Regions from separate parts of the Zea mays genome. Here region 2 is linked to region 1. The links are chromatin contacts, called in public Hi-C maps. All regions are on one chromosome and are shown on one strand. The core of a region is the stretch at or near the end of the contact, and the rest is flanking DNA. Distances in the headings are between cores, read along the strand shown.

Region 1 (5,511 bases), core at 1,674-4,173:
CCAAATTATCTACATATTTACAACCACTACTAAATTCATCAAATAAATAACACTCAGATGTAACACAAACTCAATCCATCATTAAAAACTACGGTTTAAATCACTGAATAATTTTTTCTCTTACTTAAATCTAATAAACAATATTATTTAGATCACTCCCTCTTCTCTTTGACCCCGCCGGCCGCTGCACCCGCCTCTCCCCTCACTCACGCTACCGCCGGTATTAACCCCTCGCTTCATCTTTTCAGATAGTAGCGTTAATGCTAGTCTCTCATTAAAGCACATTCCCCCCCCCCCCCCCCCCCCCCCCCCCCACCCCACCACACACACACACGGAATTGATTAGTGCAAGTTGCCTCTCTAAACTCTCGTTTCTCGTCTCACCAAACTCTCGTTCCCACAAAACAACAAAAGATTTCAAAACGCACATTCTCCTGAAAACTCTCGTTAAGGAACTGCACATTCTCCTGAAAACTCAACTGATGAGTATTGGTGAACTGACAGGAACATTGAAGGCGACGGCCGAACAGCCTGTACTGCAGCCAGGCTGAAAATTCCCAACAAACTCCGTTAATTTCAAGGCCGCCACACTGGAGCAGCCACCCAGTCCGTCTCAAAATAAATACATATATCTAACGTTTAAAATATATTTTAATACTACATCCGTCCTAAAATAGTATTTATTTTTTAGTGTTAATAGATTCATACAATATTTGATGTATGTGTTTTATATATGTGTCTAGGTTTATTGACATCAATTGAATATAGACAAAAGATAAGAGCCTAAAATGACTAGTATATTAAGAGGGAGTATAATACAATTCTAGTTGCTTTCACCACTTTCTCTACCTAATTTCTCTAGTGGTCTATCCAATCATAAAAGTGCATTTGTTTTGGAACGGACGTGAGCTTATTCGGTTAGCTCTCAATCCATATGGATTGCGTGAGATTGAATGAATTTAAACTCCAAGTAAGTCAAACTTTTTATTTTTTTTAATCATATACAATTTATGTGTAATAGGAATAACCGAATAAATTCTAAGCGGAAATTATCGTGATCCTAAGCTACATGACTACCCGAGAAAACATCACAGCCAGTAGCTGCAAGTTGCGTATCAGACAAGGCAAGCATCAGAACGTGTCATGTTCAGGCACCTAACAAATGGAGCCTTCTATTCAACTGCCTTCTGCTGCTGTAGCTGCCGTTTTGGGGCCTCCATGAAACCTAGGAGCAGCCAGTGTCGGTGTCGCCATCGAACAGAAGCCCAGGTCTGTGATAACAGACCACCGGTGATCAGCTTGTCCTGTGAAGGACGCTTCTCGACGTCAACAGATCACACGCGTTTCATCAGACAGTTGCCGTGTCGTGTGTCACAAACGGGCGTGAAGTGACACACCCAGCAGAGCAACATCGTCACTAACGGAGCGACAGATCGAAACAGGCTGATAGCAAATCTCGAAAAAACTCTCAATCCATGTGGATTGGGTGGGATTGGATGGGTTTCAATCCCAAACAAGTCAAAATCGTTCACAATTTTTTCCAATCCCATCCAATCCACATGGGATAGGAATAACCGAACAAGCCCTAAACAGGCATATTCCATGCGAGCTTTAGTAGAACACAACCTACCCGTCGGCCAAGAGAGCTGCGAGATCACTGCGATTTTGGCTGAATCACAAGACAAGGCAGGCAAATGAAACGATCAGACAACTGCATTGGATTGCGCGAACGCGGCGAGGAGACACGGGATACACCGCCGGAGCCACACCACTCCGGCCACCACCCACCAATACTAACGTAGAGACTACACAGACACCAACACACCGACGAAGTTGCCTCCATTCATATTCCTGCCCCCCTACCCTCCCCGGATTAGACAGCAACACACGAACTGAGACGAGACCCACATCAGACAGACAAGAGCTGAAACAGGGGCAGAATGTTAGCTTGCGCCAGCTCGCCGCGGCGGGTGAGAGCCCCTCGCGTCACACGAATCCGACCTCGGCGAACTGCGGGCGCGCTGCCTTGGCCGACGCCGGCGCGCCGGGGCGCGGGCGCGGGGCCATCCCCTCCGGGAGCGGGTTCTTGCGCGGCCGGCCGCGCGGGCGCGGGATCTTGGGCGGCGCGTGCGGGTCACGCGGCTTGGGAGGGCGGCCGCGCCGTCGCGGCGCGGCGGCGGGGGACGCAGCGGCTCCGGGGACGCCGATGGGGAAGCCAGCGGGCCGCGGCTTCGGGGGCCTCCCACGCCCGCGCTTGGCGGGCGGCTGCGGCACAGGCACGGGCACGAGCAGAGGCTCCGGCGCCTCCTCTTCCTCGTCCACCTCGTCGGCGCAGTCGTCGTCGTCGTCGTCGTCTTCGCCGTCGTCAGCCGGTGACTCCGGCGCCGGCTGCGCCGGCGGCGGGGGCAGCGCGTACTTCCCCCCCGCGACGGCGACGAGCTCCCCTGCGGCGGACATGCGCGAGAGGTGGGCGGCGACGAGCGCCGGGTGCGAGGCCGGCAGGTCGCCGCGGGCCTGCGCCTCGATGCGGCGCGCGATGGCGGCCTGGCTGGAGCCGTTCTCCTCGGCGAGGGCTGCGATCGCGGCGACGATCATCTGCAGCAGCCAGGGCAGGCGCACGGGTCAGTCGATTCCGCAGATCGGCGCAGATCTGGCGGAAAGGAGTAGCGGAGAGGAGTCGAAAGAGGTAGGGTTGGAACGGAGGGAGGGAGGCTTGCCTCGGGGTAGGAAGGGGGCACGAGGTCGGAGGAGCCCGGGGGCGAGCCGTCGCCACTGGGAGTGGGAGTGGTCATGCCTGCGCTGGCGCTGGCCGCCTCGGCTGCTGGCTGTCGCTTCCTCTCCCGCTCGGCGTGTCTGGGTGCGTGGGGAGCGGGAATTGGGGGCGCAGCGCACGGGAGAGGGGGGAGGGGCCGCGACGACGCGGATCTGAGACTGGGAAGGGCGCTGCCGCTGAGGCGGGCCTCAATGGAATGCAAGTACAGTTTCGACAAGGAATCTGTCGGATGTTCCGCGCGTGGTACCGGGTCCGGGGGTGACCGTGACCCGCGGGCGCTCTCGCTCGCGCTCCAACGGGTGGGTTCGGATCGGCTCGGCTCACCGTTCGGCGCTGCTGCTGGCGCGGCGCCCGCTGACTGCTGTCGACCGTGGTTGTTGACACGTCCCCCCCGGCCCCGGCCGGCCAAACTAGGACACTGGAGCGCCGTGGAAAAATGGTACGCAGTAGGATGCAATGCAAAGGAGATAGGGGATTCTAATTTCTTCACTCGTGGAAACCGGTGGAGAAATAAACGCTAGCAAAACACTCGACGGCAAACCGTAGGAATGTCCGTTGACTCTAATTTATAAACGAGTGAAGAAGGCGTGAAGAAAGTGGTGGTGGCCCACGTGACTATCTCGCAGTAGAGGACACGTAGGGCTCCTTTGGCAGCTAGGGAGGATAACCCAGGGGAGTGAGCACCTAGGGGCCATAATCCCTGTTATCCAGATTCCCTGGGCAGGTCAACCCGGACGGGGCTCCTTCCCCTGCTGCTCTTTGGCGGCCAGCAGGAAACTCCACACCGCTCTTTCAGCAGGTGTGTTATTTCAGCACACTACTCATTGAACACCACACTGCTCATTGAACATACTTGCATAAAAATATTTGTCAACCTGAGAACTATGACACAAATGTTTGCATAAAAATGAGCAGCAGCTGAGAACACTGTTTGTCATTGAACACTGCTCATTGAACACACTTGCATTAAAAATGAGAACAGCAGCCGAGAACTCCACACTGCTTAATAAAACAGTCTCAGTGCATCATAATAAAACAGTCTCAGTGTACACAAACATAGTCTCAGTGCATCATAATAAAACATAGTCTCATAATAAAACAGTCTCAGTGTACACATAGATGTGATTATTTAGCTTAGCATCATCTCCTGAATGGCATGACCTAAAAGCAAACGCCATCTTGATGTTTCAGTTCTTCTGGCGACCACTTGTTGATGAAAAACCCTTGTGTATCACCTGTTGATGAGAAAACTTAGACAAATGTATATATATTCAATTCCTCTATATTCAGTTCAATATCCAATTTGGAGACTCTCTGTATTTGGGGACATGAAAGCCTTTATATTCAATTCAATATTCAGTAATAAAGAGAAGACATTGATGAACTGAATTCAGATGTTTATGAAGCACCTGCTTAAACATATGTAATAAAGAGAAGGTATTGCTTGAACTAAATTCAGATTGTCAACATACTCTGAAAACTGAATTGGATCAGCACATCTGTAATAAAGAGAAGACGTTGCTGAACTGGAACAAAGGTGTGGATTTAGATGTTTATGAAGCACTTGCTTATGTAAACATAAATAGCTGAACTCAAATATCGGCAGATTTTACTAGAAACAAAATTGAAATAGCAGATTTAAGCAATTAAATAATAGAGGTAACTAAATAGCAGATTTTACTAGAAAAAAAAACTGAAATAGCAAACAAAGGCAGTAAAAAATTCAGGCCTTATGCAGTAAAAAAGTGCATAAAAAGTTCAGAGAATTACTTTGTCAAATAAGATATTCACATACTACAAACCTGCAAACAAAGGCAAAAGAAGTTCTTGAGATTCAGACTAGAACTTCACAGGTAGCTCAACGTTCTACCCTACTTACATTGCTAGCTCCTGGGCCTTGCTACAAATATCAAACTAGTTAATTCCATCAGCAGCAAGCATTCGACATTCATCTCTCAATCCCAAGCTAGCATAGCAACCGTGCAAATTAATCATCCTTTCCACTCAAACCAGCATATATGGAAGATGGTGGCCGTGAAGGTGTACGTGTTGCTGTTCACGACCTTCTTCTTCTGGTGTTCATACAGCAAACTATGACGTACGACTAAGCTACAGCAAGGCGCGGGTGGTGGATGTGAAGGCAAGAATGAAAGAAAAAAGGAGTACTCACGAGAAGTCAGCTAGCAGCTGACGAGGCAGCAAAGAGCTTGTCCCTGCAGTCTCGGCAGTCTTGCGCAAGTTGAGGAGGTCGTAGACCTCGACCTCGTCTCCGCCGTCCGACCTCGTTCTGCAGCTGGCCTCAAGTGCGTGAGGGTGAGGAGGAGGCGACGGCGAGTGCGCAAGGAAGACGAGGGGACGAGCGACGGTGGGTGCACGAGGAAGAGTAGGGGACGGGCGGCGGCGGGTTCGTGAAGGCAGGGGATGGGCGCCGGCGAGGTTCACAAATGTGGGTGCGGGAACCCCTTCCCGACCTCATGAGGCTGGGGACGAAATCGCCGTCCTCCCCCGCGGATCCGGATGGGAGCGTGGCTCACCAAACAAATATTTTTTTTCCCTGTGGACAATTCGGCCCGCGGTTTCTATAGCCAGGGAATGGGCCGGGATCCTCTAGGGATCCTAGGCTACCAAAGGAGGCCGTAGGGTGGGTCACTCCACTTTAGAGCCACCCATTGTTTTGCTTTATATAGATAAATAAATCGACTCCTTTAGGAGTGTTTGGTTTCTACGGACTAATGTTT
Region 2 (5,511 bases), core at 974-3,473, 550 kb before region 1:
TAGAGTTCATTTTATGCTTTGACTTAGCCTGTGGAAAATGCTCCAAGTCAATACTTCTGTCTAACCTCTCAACAATTTCATGGTCACTAGGATTTGTCGGCATAGCACACAATTCCTGTTGTGGAGTAGCCTGTTCGGCTTGCTCATCCTCAGATATATCAGATATTTTCTGATCCTTATCTTTCAATCCACTGTCATCCTCAGCAGCTGCATTTAATATTTTGAAAACAAGGTGTATGACTAACTACCTTGAAACAGAGAAAAACATCACGGAACAACTTCAAGGACAGTAAATTATATAGTTTGCCTTCTATTCTGTTGAGAGGTCCATTCCATCCTATCAATTTTTCTTAGGTTACTTTTCCCCTTTTTTCCCCACCAGTTCAAGTGTTCAGCTATAGGTTCATTAGATATAATGACAGTAAAAACGCAATGAATATCCCACTGCTATCCCAAATCTAGAATGACTGAAGTGGTACAAATGTACAATAGCACAGCTCAGTGAAAAAATGGGCAGAACCTTGACTCCATTTGGTAGATAGAAATAACTAAATTCTGATTCAGCACTAAAGGTGGGCAGAACAAACAGAAATGCATTAATAAACTCAGACACAATAAAAGCGATGTTCAGAGTTATAGTCAGTATGGCTAAACTAGAATGACAGAAAAGGTAATTTTATCAAAGGAGGAATGACTTACACTGATGATCAGCAAAGGCAAAGGCCTCCACCGTTTTGCCTGCATTTATCCCATCGTTAGGCGTAGATTCTATACAAGCTGGCACAAAGACTACGGCTGCAATATGTTCATCAATCAGCCGATCAACCACATCATCAACCTTGTCATCATCAGATGTCATGACAATTGTCTCCTCATCGGTACTAACTGTGTGCTCCATATCCACGTTATTCTGCCTTACATCATCATGATCAACTGCTTCCTTTCCTTCAACACCGGATTGAGATAACATGGTGGCCATGGCGACGGGCAACGAGTCAATTGATTCAAGAGGCACCAGCCGCTCAACATTGGCAACAACTTCGGCACCACAAGCCAAGACGCCGATTGAGTCACCCTCCACAAATGGCTTCTCGTCGAAAAGCTCGATCACAGGACCTTCCTCGGAGACGAAGACCACGTCTCCATTTGGCCTGGCTGCCTCTTCCTCTTCCTTGTGCCCACAATCTGAGCCACGGGGCGCCGACGCGGTGAGCAAGAACGGTGGCGAGTAGAAGCCACTCTCGAGCGCGACGCCGCAGCAGGCGCAGGCGAGGTCCCGCTCGCCGAGCTCGCTCTGGCCCATCCATGACAGCAACGCCTTCCCGGGCGCCGCCGCCGCCGCGGCGGCGCAATCCTCGCACATGTCCCCGGCGTCCGCGAGCCGGCGGTGCGCGCTGCAGTACCCGACGCGCGACAGCTCGGCGGCGTGCACGTCGCACAGCAAGCGGCGCAGGGGCTCGGCGCCGACGCCTCGGTGGCGGGGGTGGGTCTCGAAGAGGCTGTCGACGCCGAGGCGGGAGCAGAGCGCGCACGGCGGCGCGAGCCCGAAGAAGGCGGCGAACCGGGATATGAGGTAGGAGAAGACGCCGTCGGCGAGAAGCAGCGCGATGAGGACCCACTCGAGCAGCGCGTACGCGAGCACCCGCGCGACGCGGTTGCTCTTCCTGCACAGCGCCGCGGTGAGGTTGGCGCCCGCGCCCGCGCCCGCCCCTGCCATGGGAGCCTGCGACACCATCCCCCCCACAGCGAGGTTACTCGGGACTCGCCGGAATGCGGTGGGAGCCGGCGCGGACCACGCAGGCTGGTTTCACCGTGGAATCCAAGGAAGCACAGAAACCAGTGCCTTCCGTCCCGAATCCTTCCCCGGGCGCCCGGAATTAGATTGGCACGGAGTGGAGGACGCAACCCGGACGTGATTCGCGCTAGTGGCAAGCGACCACTGACGGACTCGGCTCCTCTGGAGGAACGCACAAACTCCTCCCGAGGCAACGTGCTACTGCTACAGATTGCAGGAAAGACTCCACAGGTCGAATCGGGGACCGAGACCGAGATCAGGAACCCGGAAGAGGAACGAACGAAATCTTTACAGGGAGAGGAGGTGGGGCGGGGACTAGTGATAATGACAGGATTGCGAGAGCGGAGATAATTGGATTTTTGCCACTCACAATATTGTCTTCCTGTTATAATTACCACTGTGTCTATGAATTGTGGGTCCAGCTGGGTCTATGAAATGTGGGTCTAATGGCAATTTTACAAACCTGTTTCTTGCTGATGGCAAATATCAAAATCTCTCCAGGGAGGTGAGGATGCCGGATGCGCGACTTCGAACCCGAGAAATATCGCGAAAACGGAAAGAAAAAAAACGGGCGCTGAGTCAGTAATTCGCATTAGTGGGTGAGTCGGTGGTAATTAGCCCGCCGGCGACTGAAAAAAAGGGTCAGTTACGTCAGTAAAAGCAAGCAGAGCCCTAGACTGAACATGTAACTACGGTTCCTTTTCTTGCCGTTGGAAACGAGTCCTCCTTCAGTGCGTCATGCCGCCATTGGCCGATGAGCATCTTTGAAGGTGAACACGGAAGGAAGCGACGATGATGACTACGGCGTCAGCTAGATTCTGGTGCGTGTGCCAGTAGCATAGTGCAGTACGCAGCGTCGTCCAGTACTAGCATAGTAGACTAGGACGCAGTACGCGGTGTCCAGTAGCAGGAGGACCGTCTCGTTCGTTCTTTTCCCGTTTTCCGTTTCAGCAATCAGCATCAGTGGTGGATTTCTACGCGCCTGTCTTTTTCCGGGGACCGGCGTTGCGTCACCTGGACGGCGAGCCGGCGGGCTGATCGGTCCGGTCGGTCACCAACCCTCACCATCGCGTTGCGGCTTGGACGGACGGGCTCATTTTTTTTCGATTTTTTTTTCTGTCCACCCTATCCGCGACGCAACCGCGACCGCGAGCGGGAGGAAAGCGTCGGAACACGGAATCGGCACGGCAAAGTGGACCTGCAGTCCTGCCTGCGCTTCTGTTTATCTGTTTGGTTGGTGAGTTGCCTGGCTGCTCGTCGTCGTCCGCCCGGCTAGGCAACTGTTGCCCCTGGAGCAGTTTTTGCCTGCAATTTTTGTCGAGACTCGAACCAACCACACCCAACTGTCCGTACTGTCCTTGTCCCGTTTGAATGTATCAGATCATCCAGTCGTCTCCACGGCTTGGATCGACAGCTGCCTGGTCTTTGCCTGTCTATCGTTTGGTTTCATGATTTTTGCCTGTCGCCTCAAGCCAACGAAAGGGTTGACTTTCACCCATCAATATAAATTTTCATCTCTCCCCGGTGCTTCCGCAACCGCATATGCCAGAACTAGTGAGTAATTTTTTTTCATCTCTTCCCCTGCGGCTAGCGGCGGACCGCTCGCTGTTCGTCGGCGCGGGTGGCGGAGGTTATCCGGAGCCGATCTTGTGCTCAGCTCGAGCAGGATGTTGCTCACCGTGATGAATGCCATGAATTCGCCCAGCTCCACGCGGAGGTATTGCGAAAGACCTGCCAGCGACAAGGATCTCGACGGTGAACTCGTTGTAGCAGAAGACAAAATTGAAGTTTGAGATGCTAGGGGAAATCGTTCAGAACAGAAGTGGCTTACAAGAAAAATAGGACATCGTTCTTTTAATGGTTATATGTACAATAGCTTCTATCATTCTTTCAATGGTTATATGTACAATAGCTTCTAATTGGGAATGTGAAAGCCTGAAGAACATGAATAAAGTTATCATCTGCAGCGATCAACAAGAGGAAGACATGCGAACAGCAACGCTAATCCAGTAATCGTAGATTAGTACTGCTCAAATTGTTAAACTCGGAAATAATAGCCCGAGGCTTTCTAGACCGGAAAGGTAAGAGCAAAACTGACGAAGACGTAACAAAGCCAGCCTAACTTCAATACATGTAGTAACATATGGGCAACGGGTGGCAGCAGCACATCACCAAAAAGCCAACAAAATATCTGCTTCATTGCGCAGCCCCTGCATCAACCTCAACCTCCGGCTTTAAGAAATCAAGTCCCGTCCATCCTCCGGCTTAAGACGTCAAGTTCATCCATCCTCTGCACTCTCCACGGCTTGGCAAGCTCGCTTTCCTCAACACCTCCATCCACATGGTCACCATTGATATCCTGTTAACCTTTGCGTCCCTCAGGCACTCAAATACGTCCAGCACAGCATTTGCCATTGGGTGTTGCTGCTGCAATGCACTGCCATTTTGCAGTCCACATTCGTCTCATTGCCAGTTCCATTGTTCTAATTGGGGAGAGCAGCCACGGCCTGATGTGTGGTGTAAGACTATCTCCAGCAGACTCTTTATCCTGCTCCTTATCTCACTCACTATTTCAAACTTCACTCTGCAAACAATGCAATCTACAGTGTAAAACAGTATTTTGCACTGGCGTTTACACGGCCTGTTGGAGATGACCTGTTGTACCTTTGTGATTGTCTAGTTGCCTGCTTTCCTGCTTAAAGTAGAACATATTCAACACTGGAACCATCTGAAAACAAGCTGGGAGGAGAGGAGCTAATCACATTGTAGTCATGGAACAAATTCCTCTTCTTCTCAATTTTCTTGATATTTTTCCTCGGAGCGCAAGAGACAAAATTCTGCTATGCTGTACTTGCTCATTTACGGAAGCTGTCAAAATTTTCGTCGTTAGATAGACGCTTAAAGTCCATTACTAACAGTGTAGCTGTGCTAAATTAGACTGACATATCTTACTACTTATACACATTATTGTTCAATCGGCAATGAACGGTGGAATCTACTTCTTTTCCCTGATATAAAATATTGGCTTCCACATATTATACTGTAAACGTATAAAAAGGGGCATACCCAGTGCCGTAGGCTTCCCGCACTGTGCGGGATCTGTGGAAGGGTATCTTTAAGCGCCAAGCCTTACTCGCATAATATGCAGAGACTGGTGCTCCAACCCGGGACCTTCCGGTTACAGACGGTAGGCTCTACCGCTGCACCAAGCCCGCCCTTCTGGAATAAACATGTATTATTTTCACCTTTTGCAAGTACAGAAGTTTGATATTGGTCCCAACTATAGCACTCAACCAGCGAATGCATCTGCATGGTATTCCTACCTGTATAATTATCACACATGTCATGGTCGATTATATATAGAAACATACAAGTGCCTGCAGTCTTAATCTTAACCAGTGGAACATTGAACATGCATTGGATCCTTCTACATTAGCTCTATGCAGCTCAGCTCACAACTCTAAACACTAGTGTACTCAATCAAACAAAGTAGCACTGGTACTGCAAGCCAAACTGAACATATTCACAAGCTGAAATAATCCCCATCCATTCCAAGAAACGGATTGAAACTTCTGAGTGCAATTTAGATCTAATTAAAGTGAACACTACCAAACTGAACATATGCTCTCACCTCAGGTTGCAGTGATGTCCACAGTTTCTCTTCTGCTCCCAATGTTATGTCAGGGATGTCTCCCGCTCCAGCATATCATTCTGGA

What was found. A called contact is a pair of places that touch in the nucleus more often than the background predicts.
Region 2: a contact with region 1 is called in a Hi-C map of bundle sheath, with 3 times the contacts expected there. The contact joins the promoter of LOC103625957 here to the promoter of LOC100275167 in region 1. A contact is called at or near these places in 3 of 25 Hi-C or Micro-C datasets (bundle sheath, ear and leaf).

The regions. Positions count from the first base shown.
Region 1 is chr5:11,572,306-11,577,816 of Zm-B73-REFERENCE-NAM-5.0, reverse strand. It overlaps LOC100275167, which reads right to left and starts at 2,923. Exons shown (of 2, transcript NM_001149321.2): 1 at 2,718-2,923; 2 at 1,696-2,595. The coding sequence starts at 2,792. The coding sequence ends at 1,987. It also overlaps the pseudogene LOC113218514.
Region 2 is chr5:12,120,129-12,125,639 of Zm-B73-REFERENCE-NAM-5.0, reverse strand. It overlaps LOC103625957 (myosin-binding protein 2), which reads right to left and starts at 2,223. Exons shown (of 4, transcript XM_008646357.4): 1 at 700-2,223; 2 at 1-207. The coding sequence starts at 1,735.